Linked DNA regions of Mus musculus: all the other regions are linked to region 1. The links are chromatin contacts, called in public Hi-C, HiChIP or PLAC-seq and promoter capture Hi-C maps. All regions are on one chromosome and are shown on one strand. The core of a region is the stretch at or near the end of the contact, and the rest is flanking DNA. Distances in the headings are between cores, read along the strand shown. Region 1 overlaps Adam10 (a disintegrin and metallopeptidase domain 10). Region 2 overlaps Lipc (lipase, hepatic). Region 3 holds the start of Mindy2 (MINDY lysine 48 deubiquitinase 2). Region 4 overlaps Lipc (lipase, hepatic). Region 5 overlaps Adam10 (a disintegrin and metallopeptidase domain 10).

Region 1 (2,852 bases), core at 208-2,707:
CTGCCTCTGCCTCCCAACTCTTAGGATTAAAGGTGTGCAACACCACACCCATGCAGTAGATACATGATGGAGTTGGTTTTAGACATGAGGAATGAAATTATTTGTTGTCTGCAGGAAAAGAGATGCAACTGGAGATAATCACCTTAAATGAATCAAGCCAATGTCACAAAGACAAGTATCATGATGTCTTCTTGTTTATAGGGTTTATACAGATCCATAAAACCATGCACAGATATATGACATGAAAGCAGAAGCAAAATTATCTAGGAAACAAGGGAACTAACAAGAGGAGACAGTGCAGAAAGGGAGGATAAGAGGCTTGGGGAATTGCTCATTGTACAGTAAGTGCAAATGTCACACATGCAGCAAGGCATGTATGTATTATGAATGAAATTATATATATATAAAACTGTGCAGTTCACCTATTAAAGAAAGGAAGGAAGGGAGAGAAGGAGGAGGGAAGAGAAAAGAACCTCAAACAAGATTGAACTCTAGCTAATGAGATATAAGCTAAAAGCGTTTAGAAGTAAAACACTCTGCTATCTGATACTTACTTTCAAAGGGGCAAATGAATTCCTAAGTATTTGATAAAGCAAATACTTTTTGCAAAGTGTTAACTGGAAAACACAGGCGGGAACTGAGTGGCCTCTTACATATTTTTTGACTATAAATATTTTGGGCTGGGAAGATGACTCAGGGGAAAGGTGCTTACCACCAAGCTTGACAAGCTGCGTTCAGTTGTCAGAACCACATGGTGAAGGGGGAGAACTGACTCCATCAAATTGTCCTCTGACCTCCACATACCTGCTGTGGCTTGTGTGCACATGCACAAATGTAGAAGAAAAAGTTAATTAAAATGTTGGAAAATATACATACCAACAAAACAGTTGTTCCTCTTCTTCTCAAGCACTTGGCTTATGTTTCTAATGCTGCAGAGTGAAAATTTGTTGTTGTTAAGTTTGTCCCCAGATGTTGCTCTTGCATACATGATGTAATTGCCATTTTCTTTTTGTCCTAAGTTCTTAGACTCTCCTGGAGTACACTCTGTTCCAGAATCATGCTGCCAAACAGAATATGGTGTTACATTAGTAGGAAGTAAAATTGCCCAGTCACCTGCTTATGTGGAACTTTCTCATCAGAAGAACAGTAGAAGTCACATACTTTCCTTGAAGAAGAATCTAACAACTGTCTAGGATCAGAGTTAGGATAAACACTTGCTCTATGGGGCCACTGTTGCAGCACAGAGGAAAACTGAAAGTCTAAACATAAACTTAGAGCTTTGTAATTAGGGACTAGAACTGAACATACATCGTCATAGAGATTACTAAGAAGAAGCTTTTATGGGTGGCCGTAATAATATGGATTCACATTCATTAAAATGCATGGTAAGTACATGTTCAAACTGGTTCAGGAAGGCAGAAGTGAAAATGAAACCCAAGACCAGTGCTGAGGAAGGCAGAGTAAGAACTCAAGGCAGTGACACTTCCTTGTGAGTTGGCGCAAAAGACAGCCACGCAAAATGCTGATTGGAGTCAAACACAAGTTTTACTTTAAAATAAGACTAAGAAAACCCAAGGCATGGGATCAAAACATTGCTTTACAGGAGACAGAGTTCTGTATATGAGCACCTGCACAGACGTGGTTTGGATTCTGGTAATTTATCCAGGTACCAGAGGCATAAGAAAGACCAAAGCAAGAGCTCCCTGAATCTTCATAAAGGAAAAACACTTTCAAAGCTGGGCTAAGGAAGCACCTGCTTTCCTCGCACATATGCACTAAAACAACAACGCCAGGGTTTGTTAGATGGCTTCATGGGGAAGAACACTTGATGTATATGCAAGTGGACCTCTGTTCAAAACTCCAGGACCCACATAAATCCAGGCCCAGGAGCAGAAAGATGGCTCAGTGGTACAAGATGTCACCAAGCTTGACAACTTCAATTTGATCCCAGGACCCAAATGCAAGTAGTTGTCCTCTGACCTCCACTCACAGGCTGTGGCATACAAATGAACATGAACACACACACACATACACACACAAAATGTAATAACAATTTTAAGAAAAAAATTTAAAGCCAGACATGACTGTGCTTTTTTTGCAACAACCTCATCACTAGAATTCAGAGACAGATACCAAGAGCTCATTAGATGACTCGTCGAGCCCAAAGCTTCTGGTTCAGAGAGCATCACTCAAGGCTAATTGTCCCAAGAGTAAGTAAGAAGAAGACATTCAACATCCTTCTCTGACATCTGTGTGTGTACATACAAAGGTGAATACTCAGGTGCATGTACCACACACAAAATACCCTCAATACACACACAACACACACCCGAAAGAAACCTCAAAATGTCCTCAAGTAATTAAGGTATTCATTATTCTAAAGGGAAAAAATGTTGGACATTAGAATAGCAGTTGTATTTAACTTGACCTTAGTTTGAATACCCAAAAACCTAACTCTTTACGAACAAACAATAATACCAAGTCACTCTGATTTTACATTTCCTCATCAGATGTCTCACATCCTACTCTTCCTGATACTGCCCTGCTTTTCTCCTGAGCCTAGATTCAGCCTCTGGAAACTACTTGCTCTGTATATTACCTTGCTTTATGCTTCTGCTCCTTACAATTTGGTTTTTTATTAAGTATGGTACTAGCAACAATCTCATCATTCAAATTGAGAAACAGAAAGAAAAGTTCCAATACTGAATGGCTGTTAATGTGATCAAAGAAACAGTAGCTATGTTAGAAGGCATTGAATATTGCCTTCTAATGAGTAGCTTGTTATACATGGAAGTGCTAAAATATACAAACTGATACAGACGGAATAAACATTGTCCCTAACTTGGCAAGGA
Region 2 (2,852 bases), core at 198-2,697, 120 kb before region 1:
TTATGGTTGGATTTCCCAACAATGCAAGGAATCTGCTCCACTGGTTGGGCTGGAAAGGGTAATACCAGCTTTTAATTACTTTCAGTCTTCCGGGTTAGTGGTATGGATTCGATTGAGCAGACCAGTGGGGAGCAGAATCCAGAGAGGAGTTGTAGCACCCATGGGTAGAGCCATGGTGGATAAATGTGAACTCAAGAGAAAGCTGGCACAAAGCACCAGCGTGTGATGGTGACCAACCATGCTGAGAGAAGAGAGGGAGACATCAGGGATGGCCCTGAAAAGTCTAGGTACTCAGGGGTAAAGAGAGGGGGATGGTTAGTAAGGTAGAATGAGAAGAAAGGGTCTATCCCATAGGCACATATAGTAGTCATCTCTGCCCTACCTCAGACATTCCTACAGGATCCCATGCCCTCATCCACCATGATACTTCTAACAGCCCTTATTCCTCTTCACAAAAAGGCCTCCTTCAAGCAATAATCTCTGGCCAGCAGTCTCTTTATGCAGACACATGCATGAGCCGGTAGCAAGCCAAGAACTTCTTTTGTCAATTTTCTTATTGGGACCTCACAACATTTCTGAAAAAAAGGAAAAAAAATGCATGTCCTCCCTCATCTTACAGATCTGAGAAGTTCCTGAGATAACCCAGTCATCCAGAAGTGAGTGGGAGGGCCCCAGATGTTTCATTGCTTCTTCTCAGGGGCATCCGAGTAAAAATGAGTGTGTCCCTGAGATCTCTTCTTGAGACATTGACGTCACCTACCACATGTGTTAGGAGCATGCATTTTGTGTGCACAGACATCAGCCAGGGTCCAGATGTGGACAGGTAGGACATCAGCCCATCTGCAGATACCTAATACACCTTAGTTCATCTCTGGGATTTATCTAATGAAACATCTCCCAACATCTGACATGCAGGGTTGCAGTTTCTTCCGAGAAGCTAGAAAATCCATAGCACAAACTACCTGACTCGGGTTCCTTATTGAGTCCATTTTACTTCTTCTCCTACAGCAACCTCACACAAACCCTCTTCTTTCTCCATTCCCCTCCCTGCTGTTTGTACCCAAGATTCTGCCCAGATCTTCCTCCATCTCCCTTAGACTTTTTTAGAAAGATCCCCCATCTCAGGACTTGTCTGACAAGAGCATCCCCCCATTCTCAGGCTGGGTGTAGATGACTCTCCTGCTTTGCTTGCAACTGAAATATCCTCTGCTTTGTGGGACTTTGGCTGCCAAATCAGGGCAGCCCCAGACACAGCAGAATGGTTATTCACCCTAGTTAGGCCCATGAGTTGTTTCCACCTGCTGAAAGTTCAGCAAGGGTCCCAGCTTCCCTGTACATTTCTCTCCTTTTGTTAATATAGATGTGACTCCTCCAGTTGAGGCCCTGTGCCTGGGTACTTTGTCTGGCCCAGGCCAGGTGTGCTGTGGTTGTGTAATATGAGCATAGACTCCAACTGAGTGGTAGGAGATGGCCTCTGGGCCAGGAAGAGGAAGCCAGGCAGATAGAGGGCACCATGCCAAGAAGCCCACATGCAATGCTCATGACCTGAGACCAGAAGAACCATGGCTCATGGCAGCAGCTGTTTGCTTTCTTGTTGGTTTGATCTGCCCACAGTAGCTTGGAGGAGGATGTAATGATCCCTCCACAGATACATTTTGCTTCAGAGAATTCAAGTATAGGTGATTGACAAGCAAGTCCAGATGTGAGATAGATTACTATTCAAGTGACAGGAGGAGGGGGTGAGCTGAGTGTGTCTGGTGTAGGAAGACACTTACTTTCTATACAACACAATCCTTGAAGCTAGAGAGAAAGCTTTAGCTGGTGCTCAACTGAAACAGACACTAGCTTGATGTGCGTTGGATGTTCAAAGTAACTCTGATGGCAGAACTCAAGTTTCAATCTTCGTGAATGGCACACATGGTCCTAGACACTGAGTTCAAGTCCTAGATATGCAGCTTGGAAACTAACAAGCTAATCTTGCAAATGTTTGGTCCTCATATGTGATCCAGGATAATCTCTGTCCCTGAAGACACAATGTGAGGGTTAAATGAAGAAATGGTGTGCCTGGGTGGCGTGCTGGTACACAGTAAGTGCTCAGTAGAGCAATCTGGTATTTTAGTGCTGGCAATGGTGTTACTTTGGCACTGGAAGCTGTGTAGCCCATCTGGGCATTCCACCAGCTTTCTGGAGCTAAAGACGGTCCCTTATTAAGTAGCTTCCAGAAGGCTCGTTGTTGAAAGCTGACTGTCTCTTTGGTTCTTGCTTATCAGACGTATTATTTTCTATCTGATGGTCTTGCTCTGGAAGGTTCTGGCCCAAACAAGCTGTCTAATTATAACATTTGGAGAGCTCATGCCATCCGTCAGAAGCAGCTTTCTCAAGAGCTGGGACTGAAATAAATAGGCAATTAGCAGGTTTTGCTGGATCTTCCCCCCACCCCTCCTTTAGTACCTCTAACACATTAAGCTTATCACAACTATTTTAAGGGCATTCAGCTGAGGTACAAATGGGGTTAGTAGCAATCCCGTGTCTACCATGAATTCCTGCTACCAGCAGCTACGTGGCCTAGGGCTGGTCTCTGCTCAACTCTGGCCTCAGTTTCCTTGAAGATATAAGGTGAGGAACTTAGGCCAGTCAATCTCTAATGATCTTTCCTACGCAGAAATAGAATGGTTCTTAGAGGTCAGGAATCACACTGGGGCTGGTGCGGAATTACATAAATGTGTGCACCTCAGTTACATGTCTTGCTCTCCTCTCTGTTGGTGTGATTAAAAAAAAAAACATTCTGACCAAAAGGAAAAAGTTTACTTGGCTTGCATTTCTAGACCATAACCCATTATTGATAGAAGTCA
Region 3 (2,852 bases), core at 165-2,664, 100 kb after region 1:
AGTAGTAGAGGGCTCTGTAGAGTGTTTGTCATACATGAATTGAGCCCCAGCCCTAAAAAAAAAAAAAAAAAAAAAAAAAAAAAAAAAAAAAGGAAAGGGGGGGGAAGAAAAGAAAGGAAGGGAGGAGAGAGTTGGAGGTGGGAAGAAAGAGGGAGAAGTCGAAGAGAGTGCCGAGAAAGAGATCATCATTTCTGAGAAGATAATAGTGATATTTTTAGTGTGAAACACAGTATTCAGTAACATGCTTGGTGCTAACACATGAATGAGCAAAATAATGCATTAATTTGTCTACTTTTCTAACCAGTAGCAGGACAGAAGTGTAACAATCCATGATGCACCATATATTTGTATACCTGATACTAAAGGAAGACCCACCTGTCTTGTTCATTTTTATATTCTCAGACAACTTTGAAGAGGGAAGGGTCCAGGAAAAAAAAAAAAAACAAAAAAAACAAAAAACCAAAAAACAAAAAAACCAAAAAAAAAAAAAAAAAAACACCCCACTTTTCCAGAGCAGGTTAGATGATCTATATCCACTCTTGCCAATAAATAAGTAAGTAAATAAATAGAAAAAAAAAGTTGCAGGCAACTCTGTCCATCCTCTATGCAGATGTCAAGCCCTGATGAGAAGTCAATTCTAATTTTAAAAGTCATTTTTTCGGGAAGCAGAAGCTTCCCACTCTGTGCAAAGAGAAGCCAAGTGAACAGAACCGCAAAGACTTGGCTTGCTTCAAACGCAAACTGATTTATTATTATTGGACCAAATTTACCCTCTCGCCTGGGGCGTAGGCCAATATCCACAACCTCATTGAACCTCCGGCAAGGCAAACCAGTAGCTGGTTGGGAGCGCAGCGATTCTCAGCCAAAACCCAGGGAGAGTTGTCCCTGTACTGCGCAGTCTTCCAAAAGCCTCCAACAGAACTCGCCTTTCAAATTTGCATTTCCTAAGAAATGCTTCCAATTCTCAACATTAAAAGCTAAAAAAAAAAAAAAAGAAAAGAAAAAGCCAGCTCTCCCGAGGCCTTCAGGGAATGGCTGTCTTCCAATGCTACTACCACTTTCGGGGTCCACCAGGCTCAAGCCCAAAGTAGACCACACTCCCTACAAGCCTCAGCCACTGCCTTTAAAGTAACCGCGCGCAGCGGGGATGCCCCGGAGTTCAACTTCCGGCAGCACACACAAGATTATTTTCCTAGTGGCGCTGCGGCTCTCCGAGCCGCGCCCCTGACCACGCCCTCAGCCACGCCCCTGGCCTCGCTCTGCCTTCCCTAGCCTGAACGCGCGGGAGGGGCGTGGCCTCGGGGGAGAAGCGCTCCCCGAGTGGGTCCGGGCGCTTCAACGAGCGCAGTCACGCGGAGGCACGCTCCGAGCGGGCGGGCGGGGGCACGCGCGCGCGCTCCCGCCGCCCTCTACGGTGACGTGCCTGGCCGAGGCCGCGCTAGGGCGCTGGAGCTGCTACAGAGCGGCTGTCATGGCGTCGGAGGCGCTTGCTGAGGAGAGCCGGCCGCGGTGTCTATAGGACCAGGGGCGGGCGGCCGGGGATGGAGAACAGCCCTGACAGCCCACAGCCTCTGGAACTAGGGGTGGCGGCCGGGCGAGTGTCGCCGCCGGAAGGGCGACGGCGCGGCGGGCGCGAGGCTGAGGATGGTCCCGCTGGACGCGCGGTGGACAGCGGCGGGCAGGGGGCGGCGGCGGCGGCAGCGCGGAGCAGCCTCGGGGACCCGACGTCCCCCTCGCAGCTCGGATGCGGCGCGGGCTCGGACTTGAAGGACGGCGCGTCGTCGAGCCCTGCCGCCTCGGAGGTGCCTTCAAGAGGGCAGCACAAGGTGACCGCCTCCCCGGAGCTGGCCGAGGCCGCGGCGGGCCGAGGGTCGGGGCCAGTGGGCGACACGGGCACCTGCAGGGTGGAGCAGGCGGCGGAAGAGCCCAGCAGCACCGGCGCCCCGAGCAGCAGCTGCAGCGAGCCGAGCCCCCCTGGGGACTCGCCCAGCTTGGACTCCCTGGAGTCTTTCTCCAACCTGCATTCTTTCCCCAGTAGCTCTGAGTTCAATAGTGAGGAGGGAGCAGAGACCAGGGTCCCCGAGGACGTGGAGGAGGGCGCGGCGGGGCCGCCCAGGGCTGCACCTCTATGCAAAGAGGAGGAGGAGGACCCGGCTCAGGTGCTAGCGGCCTCCAAAGAACGCTTTCCCGGACAGTCGGTGTATCACATCAAATGGATCCAGTGGAAAGAGGAGAACACGCCCATCATCACCCAGAATGAGAATGGACCCTGCCCTTTGCTGGCCATCCTCAATGTTTTGCTTCTCGCCTGGAAGGTACACTCTGCAGCTTTCTACTTCCTACAGCTTGTGGGGTGGGGAGGGGCAAAATGGGGTGAGGAAACTGCTGTTTGTCAGCTGATGGCTTCCTTCCATTCATCAGACTCCTCCTTTTTTTTTTTTTTTTTTTTTGAGACAAGGTTTGTCTGTGTAGCTTAAACTGTCCTCGAACAGTTTAAGATCTTAATGCTACAGCCTCTAGAGTGCTAGGTTTACAGACATGCACCCCTATATCTAACAGTCTCTTATTACATGAAATTAATTCCAGGATTTCTTTATTGAAAGATTATTCATGTGGCAACATGTCAGGAAGAATTGCCCCCAACTTAAGGTCTTTTTTGTATTAAAAATTCAACATTCGGTTAAAGGTTGTAACTGATGGTTTACCTATAAACAAGCAGAATCCAGAGCACCCTGCACTTACATCTTCTGAGTATTTTTAGCTATATTTGCCTATATTATTCCTTACTGACATTATTACATATGCAAAACAGTGAAAATTGGAAACAGTGATTGATCTTCAGTTACTATCAA
Region 4 (2,852 bases), core at 148-2,647, 81 kb before region 1:
TCACTAATTCTCCCTTCAACAACTGTATGGTGTGCACACATGTGTGTGCAGGTGTGCCCACACATGTATGTTCGCACGTGTGTGGAGGCCAGAGGTAAATCTCAGGCGTCTCCCTCCTCTGCTCTCCACTTTAACTTTTGAAACAAGGCCTCTCACTGAACCTGGAGCTCACTGAACCAGGAGCTCACTGATGCTGCTGGACTGGCTACCCAGCAAGCTTCAGGAGTCTCTCTGCTCTCCCAGTGCTGGGTTACAGATGTGTTCCATGGTGCTTAGGTCCTGGGGACTCCAATTCAGGTCCTAATGCTTGTGTGGCACTCGAGCACTTTGCCCACTGAGCCATCGCCTTTCTGCCTCATCTCATTCTTATTACTTACTAAGCAAACTTCCCCAATTATTCTGTTATGTTTATGAGTGTTTGCCTTCGTATATATGTTCACCCCATGCATGCAGGGCCCATGGAAGCCAGAAGAGGGCACTGGACACCTTAAACTGCAGTTTAAGGTAGTGAGTTTCCAAGTGGGTACTGGAAACCAAACCCCAGTCTTCTGCAAAAGCAGCCAGTGCTCTTAATCACTGAGCCATCTCTCCAATTCTCTTCCCTTTCTTTTCTGCCTGTTGGGCACAGCAGGGCTCTTGGTTCTTACAGAGATCTGTCCTCTACACTGCATAGCGCTGCATGCTAAGCTCACCAATGTTCTGTTAGTCTAGTCTTATCAAAACCTCCCATAGCCTCACCTTGAAGGGTATAAAGCCCTGAACCTCTTAAGTAACTAGGCACACACACACACACACACACACACACACAGCAAACCCTTTTACAGGTCTCACAAGAATTTAAATTTAAGGCTAAAAGTTCCAGTGTCAAAAACTGCTGCCTATGGGAATTGTGGGTATTTGAAGCTCTGCCTACAGTTCAGGAAACACCCTTTGTGGGTGAGCTCCCTTCCCACACAGATGGAAGAGTGAGGATATAACCCTGGAAGTAGCGCATAGGGAAGTGGAAATGCGACTGGAAGGATCCTTCCACTGCCGTTACACACAGTCCACCCAGGCACTGTTTTCTGTCAAATCTCATGAAATAAGGATATAGAAGGCAGCCCTAAGAGATCCGGACAGGAAGCCTGCAGGCTTAGTGACAAGCACCTCAGCGCCCAGCAACAGAAGAGGAGGAGGAGGAGGAGGAGGAGGAGGAGGAGGAGGAGGAGGAGGAGGAGGAGGAAACAGACCTGCAGAGACTGGATAACTCAAATGAGGTCAGATGACTAGCTAGTGGCAAGTGAGTCCTGAGCCCAGGTCTTCTAACTCCAGGATGAAAGTACCTTCATTATGCCTGCCTCTTCTCTTTTGGCATCAGGAAAAGAAACAGACACCAACTTCCTGATGATGACTCATGCTCAGGGTTTCCCAACAACAATGTTACTGAGATGCGAGGCTGCATCACTCTTTAGTGGAAGGGGAGGCCTGTTCTTAGCATGACCTCAGACCTCTGCCCACTAGAAGCAAATAGCACTCCACATGCCCCCACCCCTAAGTGTTTAACAACTGAAAAGTACTTCCAGAAATAGCTGGCATGTGGCTCAGTGGGTAGAGTGCTTGCCTAGCATGAACAAAGCACTGGGCTCTAGCTCCAGCGCTGTATAAATAGGGCGTGTTCTTGCAAACCTGTAATCCAACACTCTAAGGTAGATAGATGCAGGAGGATTAGAAGTTGATGGTTACCTTCTGCTATATAGCAAGTTTGAAGCCAGACTGAGAAACTCAAAACCCTGTCTCCAAAATAATAATATTAATTTTTAAGTCCTCAGATAATGCTATGAAAGCAACCAGGATAGTAAGGAAGAAACAAACGCCCCCATCTGGGTGAAACTGGTTTGAGTGTGAGCTCCTGTTCTGGAGATGATTCTAGTTCATTTGGAGGTTAATGATGGGGCAGAGCAGACAGGAAGTGAGTCGTTAAAGGAACCTCACTGCCAGGCATAGGAAGGTTGATTCCAGAGAATGCTGTCCAGGAATCTGAGAGAGCACAGTGAAGAGGTTGGCTCTGTTGTACAAAGGAACAAAGTCAGAAAAGGAACTTGTCTTTTTGCCACCAGTCTGGGCCCAGGGAACTCAGCAGCAGGAAAGGAAGAAATGTAAAGCCCAGGCCATGATCTAAAAAGCCCTCTCTTTTCAGCCCATCTCTCAGCCTGCTCCATCTATGACTGCTGCACCCACCGCCCCACCCTAGCCACTCTGAAGGTGTTGGTGCCGGAAGGCAGCCTAGGACTCACCAATGCGGCAAGGTTCAGGCTGTATACATACAACATCTTACATGAGCATCACAAGGTGTTGGGTAAAACAGCCAGACACAAAAGACCTACTGTGTGACTCTATTGACACAAAGTTGAAGAACAGAAGAAACACATTCCCATTGATAGGAGGAAGTGGTGGTTTTGGGTGCTGGTATTGCTAGAGACGACTGAGGGCATCCTCTGGGTATGGAGACCTCTGTCGCGATCCTGAAGGAGGCTTGTGAATGGGTAGAAATCCACAGAGCTATACATTTAGGATGGTCATACCTTCCTGTATGTTTCTATAAATAAGCTCTATCCCCTTAAAAATGAATGTTGACTCTGGAACCAAGTGGGTGTGGATTCCAGCCCTGCAGGTGATTCTGGCTAAGTCAGAATTTTTCTAAGAGGCTAGATGACCAGGGCAGTCCAGACAGGAAGTGCACAGTGAGTACAAATAGCGCTGTACTTAAAGGAACCACAGACACTGCCAGACACAGGACACAGTGTCTGTGTGAGGCACAGGATGTCTTAACGTAGGCTCCTCTGTTGCCCCAGGCACTGAGACAGGCCTGACAG
Region 5 (2,852 bases), core at 226-2,725, 69 kb after region 1:
TCAAGATAAAGGAGGGATTATCTTACTGCTATCATGAATGCATTTCAGGAAATTTTCATGCAAAATAATCATGCAGCATTCACAACTGTCTGAACTACCTACTTCATTATGCCTTAGTTTTCCCATTTGAAAAAAAAATAGATTTACCAGTACTTATACCTAAAAGTGACATTGTTTGGACTAAATGTATGTGTGTTGAGTGTTGAGAATGGTATACAGCATGCACTACCTAAGAATATAGTAAGTTATTGTTTAAAAAATAACTGCTAAACATTGTGAGAGATATCTATAAACCAGCATAAAGAAAGCTGAGGGAGGAAGATGAGGTTGAAACAATCTGGTTATAGTTGTCTCAAAACAACAACATATTTATCCATTTAGGCTACTTTTTTCAATGAACAAATACATGCTTCCAAATGCTTTCAGGGATTAGACTTGGCTCAGCAGTTAAGAGCACCTCCTGCTCTTTCAGAGGATACAAGTTAGGTTCCAAGCACCTGCACTGCAGCTAATAAGTGTCTGTAAACACCAGTTCTGAGTATTCTGACACTTTCTGGCCTCTATGAGCATCAGACATGCAAGTGCACAAACATACTTTCCAGTAAAAACACCCATATGCACAAAATAAAATGTACTTTCAGATAAAAAGACACAGTTGTTTTTAAAAAGCAACTTAGTTCTTATAGGAAAAAAAAAGTCTAACTTACTCTACCTCTTTAATTAAAAGACCATGTAAAAGTACTTAATGAGCAAAATAAATACACTAGCAAGAACGGTAATCTGCTCTATTTTAAAGTTGATTACAGTACGGCTGAGGCACACCTCTGTGGTAAAGTGCTTAGCTAGCATCCTGAATTCTTAGGTTTGATCCTGAGTACCACTCAAAATGGTAAGGGGGTCAATTAAAAAAAAAAAAATAACAACAACATAAATCTTCAGAGCTTCTCCTCACACACACTCTCTCAGAAATTTGAGCACACTTAATAGTGTATATGCTAATCTTTACTTTAAGTTCTGAGAATACAAATATTAAAAAGTTACAATAAATAGCTACTGATCAATCTTCTAATGACTAAGAAACCAAAACCAAAACCAAAACAGCACAGAGCTAGAGCATCCCTTTCACTACTTATGCATTACCATGCAAGGCCCAACAAACAGCAGGGAAGTTAACAGGAAGGGCTCAGAAGATGACAACCAGAGGCCAGGAATATATATAGCTCAATGGCAGAAAACTTGCCTAATATCCACAGTGACTGGAGTTTGATACCCAATACTGAAAAAGAGATAAAAAGAAAAACTTTGCCAACCCAAACTCCTTTTATCTCCAAACATAGACAATACTATTAAAGGTGTTCCCATGTAGAAATGTTTCCTAATAATAGCAAAAGAAACACATTTAACCTGGAGTGCAGAGTGAAACTTCCTTATCTGAGGTCAGTGGAAAATGACAACTTCTGGTGAAGGAAAGTTTCTAGATCGCCCAAGTTTTTCCATGTGTCATATATCTTTCCACTTGAACTATTATAATTTCTCTCCCTAGCCTCGCATCTTGATTAGGGGAGGCTACAATGATGCAATAATCCTAAGGCTATTTTACTGCAGCATTGTAACTATATTAAATCACTCCACTCTGCACTTTATCAAGTAAGTTATCTTTCTCTTCTGCTATTTTATTTCATTTACACAGAAAAGCCTATCAACAGCAGTTTGCTTCCTTGCCCTGTTACAGATTTCAGAAATCTGAATTTCTATAAAGTACACAGTAAATGCACTCAGTACCTAACACTTTAAAGGTCCAGAGGAAATTGTGAACACAATTTAACACACACAGTTAACATATACACACACACACACAATAGGGATGGTAAGATGGCACTTCCCACCAAGCCTGAAAACTGAGTTCAACCACTTAACCCCACAGGACAGAGTACTTTCCTAGCATGTGTGAGAAGGCTTAGGTTCAATCAAAGTACTGCAAAACATCATGAAAATAAGTAACTAAATAAACTATGCATGATTGTGCACACCTGAAATCCTAGCTACTCAGCCTACAGATGGTAGGTTAATAGTATCACTTTATATTAACAAATTTTTTTCTCTATCTATATCCAAACAAAAAAGTTGATAACACAATCTTAAGAATGGGAAAAAAATTAACAAAAATATTAACATAATAAATCTTCCTAGTTATAGAAAACTCAATTACAACATATGAAAGGGTAGATAAAGGACAAACTAAAGCTGGTACATTTCTAATGCCTCAAGAAAATTAGCTGCAATCAAGATATTTCTAATACTTTCACTGCTGTGGCCTGGCAGTGTAGTCCACCACTGACAGGAAGATGTGTGCAGGAAGGTCAGGCAACTAGTCACAATTCATCCATAGTCTGCAAGCAGAGATGGGGTCCTGATGGTCAGTATCCTTTCTGGGGTTTTTTCCCCCTTTTCAATCAGTCCAGGACCCCAATCCATAGAATGGCAGCACCCACATTCAGGTCTTCCTTCCTCAGCTAAACCTCTCTGGAAACACCCTACAGACATCCCCAGAGTTGTATCTCCTAAGTAATTCCAAATTCAGTCAAGTTGACAATTAAGTTCAACAATGTAATTTCAAAATCATTATCTTTGCCTCAAGAAATATCCATGACCAATGTTCTTTATGCTGCTATATATTCACTCTGATCTTGAAATATTACACAGCACTTATAAAAGTGCTCTCTCATATAACAAAAATAGCCTTCTAAGAACTATGTCCTATATTTCAGCAATATTGCAGAGTATTTTAATGCACTTAGACACACCATTTCTACTATATAACTTCAAACTGAAACCAGTATCTATTTCTTCAC

What was found. Promoter capture Hi-C pulls out the DNA fragments that hold promoters and counts their contacts. A called contact is a pair of places that touch in the nucleus more often than the background predicts. HiChIP or PLAC-seq counts read pairs in DNA pulled down with a chosen protein or histone mark.
Region 2: a contact with region 1 is called in an H3K27ac HiChIP or PLAC-seq map of microglia, with 3 times the contacts expected there. The contact joins two enhancer-like sites. A contact is called at or near these places in 5 of 115 datasets of contacts at active chromatin or transcription factors (the 230-238 cell line, cardiomyocytes, extraembryonic endoderm stem cells and 2 more) and 3 of 9 other capture datasets (adipose tissue, liver and pancreatic islet).
Region 3: a promoter capture Hi-C map of pre-B cells shows a contact between it and region 1, with 4 times the contacts expected there. The contact joins the promoter of Mindy2 here to the enhancer-like site in region 1. A contact is called at or near these places in 8 of 39 promoter capture datasets (3T3-L1-derived adipocytes, the C10 cell line, the SN4741 cell line and 4 more), 2 of 484 Hi-C or Micro-C datasets (the C10 cell line and bone marrow-derived macrophages), 3 of 115 datasets of contacts at active chromatin or transcription factors (effector CD8 T cells, fetal liver and memory CD8 T cells) and 4 of 9 other capture datasets (adipose tissue, liver, macrophages and 1 more).
Region 4: a contact with region 1 is called in an H3K4me3 HiChIP or PLAC-seq map of bone marrow-derived macrophages, with 3 times the contacts expected there. The contact joins two enhancer-like sites. A contact is called at or near these places in 2 of 39 promoter capture datasets (the C10 cell line and pre-B cells), 10 of 484 Hi-C or Micro-C datasets (the G1E-ER4 cell line, bone marrow-derived macrophages, centroblasts and 7 more), 8 of 115 datasets of contacts at active chromatin or transcription factors (the HPC-7 cell line, bone marrow-derived dendritic cells, bone marrow-derived macrophages and 4 more) and 2 of 9 other capture datasets (macrophages and pancreatic islet).
Region 5: a Hi-C map of bone marrow-derived macrophages shows a contact between it and region 1, with 2.1 times the contacts expected there. The contact joins two enhancer-like sites. A contact is called at or near these places in 1 of 15 datasets of contacts at CTCF or cohesin (pro-B cells), 17 of 484 Hi-C or Micro-C datasets (B cells, the C10 cell line, CD4 T cells and 11 more), 7 of 115 datasets of contacts at active chromatin or transcription factors (the 230-238 cell line, the HPC-7 cell line, bone marrow-derived dendritic cells and 3 more) and 4 of 9 other capture datasets (adipose tissue, embryonic stem cells, liver and 1 more).

The regions. Positions count from the first base shown.
Region 1 is chr9:70,759,791-70,762,642 of GRCm38.p6, reverse strand. Adam10 (a disintegrin and metallopeptidase domain 10) reads right to left here. Exons shown (of 16, transcript NM_007399.4): 10 at 877-1,060. Among named protein-coding and RNA genes, the nearest start is that of Adam10, 82 kb to the right of the region's middle. Within about 2 kb of position 1,457, at least 106 of the 459 cell types and tissues checked have an H3K27ac peak or open chromatin away from gene starts, as enhancers often do. A contact at or near this core is called in the HPC-7 cell line, Th1 cells, adipose tissue and 10 more, where this site is marked.
Region 2 is chr9:70,877,671-70,880,522 of GRCm38.p6, reverse strand. The region is part of intron 1 of Lipc (lipase, hepatic); the gene reads left to right. Among named protein-coding and RNA genes, the nearest start is that of Gm32017, 35 kb to the left of the region's middle. Within about 2 kb of position 1,447, at least 19 of the 459 cell types and tissues checked have an H3K27ac peak or open chromatin away from gene starts, as enhancers often do. A contact at or near this core is called in microglia, where this site is marked.
Region 3 is chr9:70,655,736-70,658,587 of GRCm38.p6, reverse strand. It overlaps Mindy2 (MINDY lysine 48 deubiquitinase 2), which reads left to right and starts at 1,414. Exons shown (of 9, transcript NM_172772.2): 1 at 1,414-2,315. The coding sequence starts at 1,542. It overlaps Gm31872 (a long non-coding RNA gene), which reads right to left and starts at 917. Exons shown (of 3, transcript XR_379591.4): 1 at 376-917.
Region 4 is chr9:70,841,111-70,843,962 of GRCm38.p6, reverse strand. The region is part of intron 1 of Lipc (lipase, hepatic); the gene reads left to right. Among named protein-coding and RNA genes, the nearest start is that of Gm32017, 72 kb to the left of the region's middle. Within about 2 kb of position 1,397, at least 151 of the 459 cell types and tissues checked have an H3K27ac peak or open chromatin away from gene starts, as enhancers often do. A contact at or near this core is called in the HPC-7 cell line, bone marrow-derived dendritic cells, bone marrow-derived macrophages and 4 more, where this site is marked.
Region 5 is chr9:70,690,809-70,693,660 of GRCm38.p6, reverse strand. The region is part of intron 1 of Adam10 (a disintegrin and metallopeptidase domain 10); the gene reads right to left. Among named protein-coding and RNA genes, the nearest start is that of Adam10, 13 kb to the right of the region's middle. Within about 2 kb of position 1,475, at least 18 of the 459 cell types and tissues checked have an H3K27ac peak or open chromatin away from gene starts, as enhancers often do. A contact at or near this core is called in Th1 cells, bone marrow-derived macrophages and pro-B cells, where this site is marked.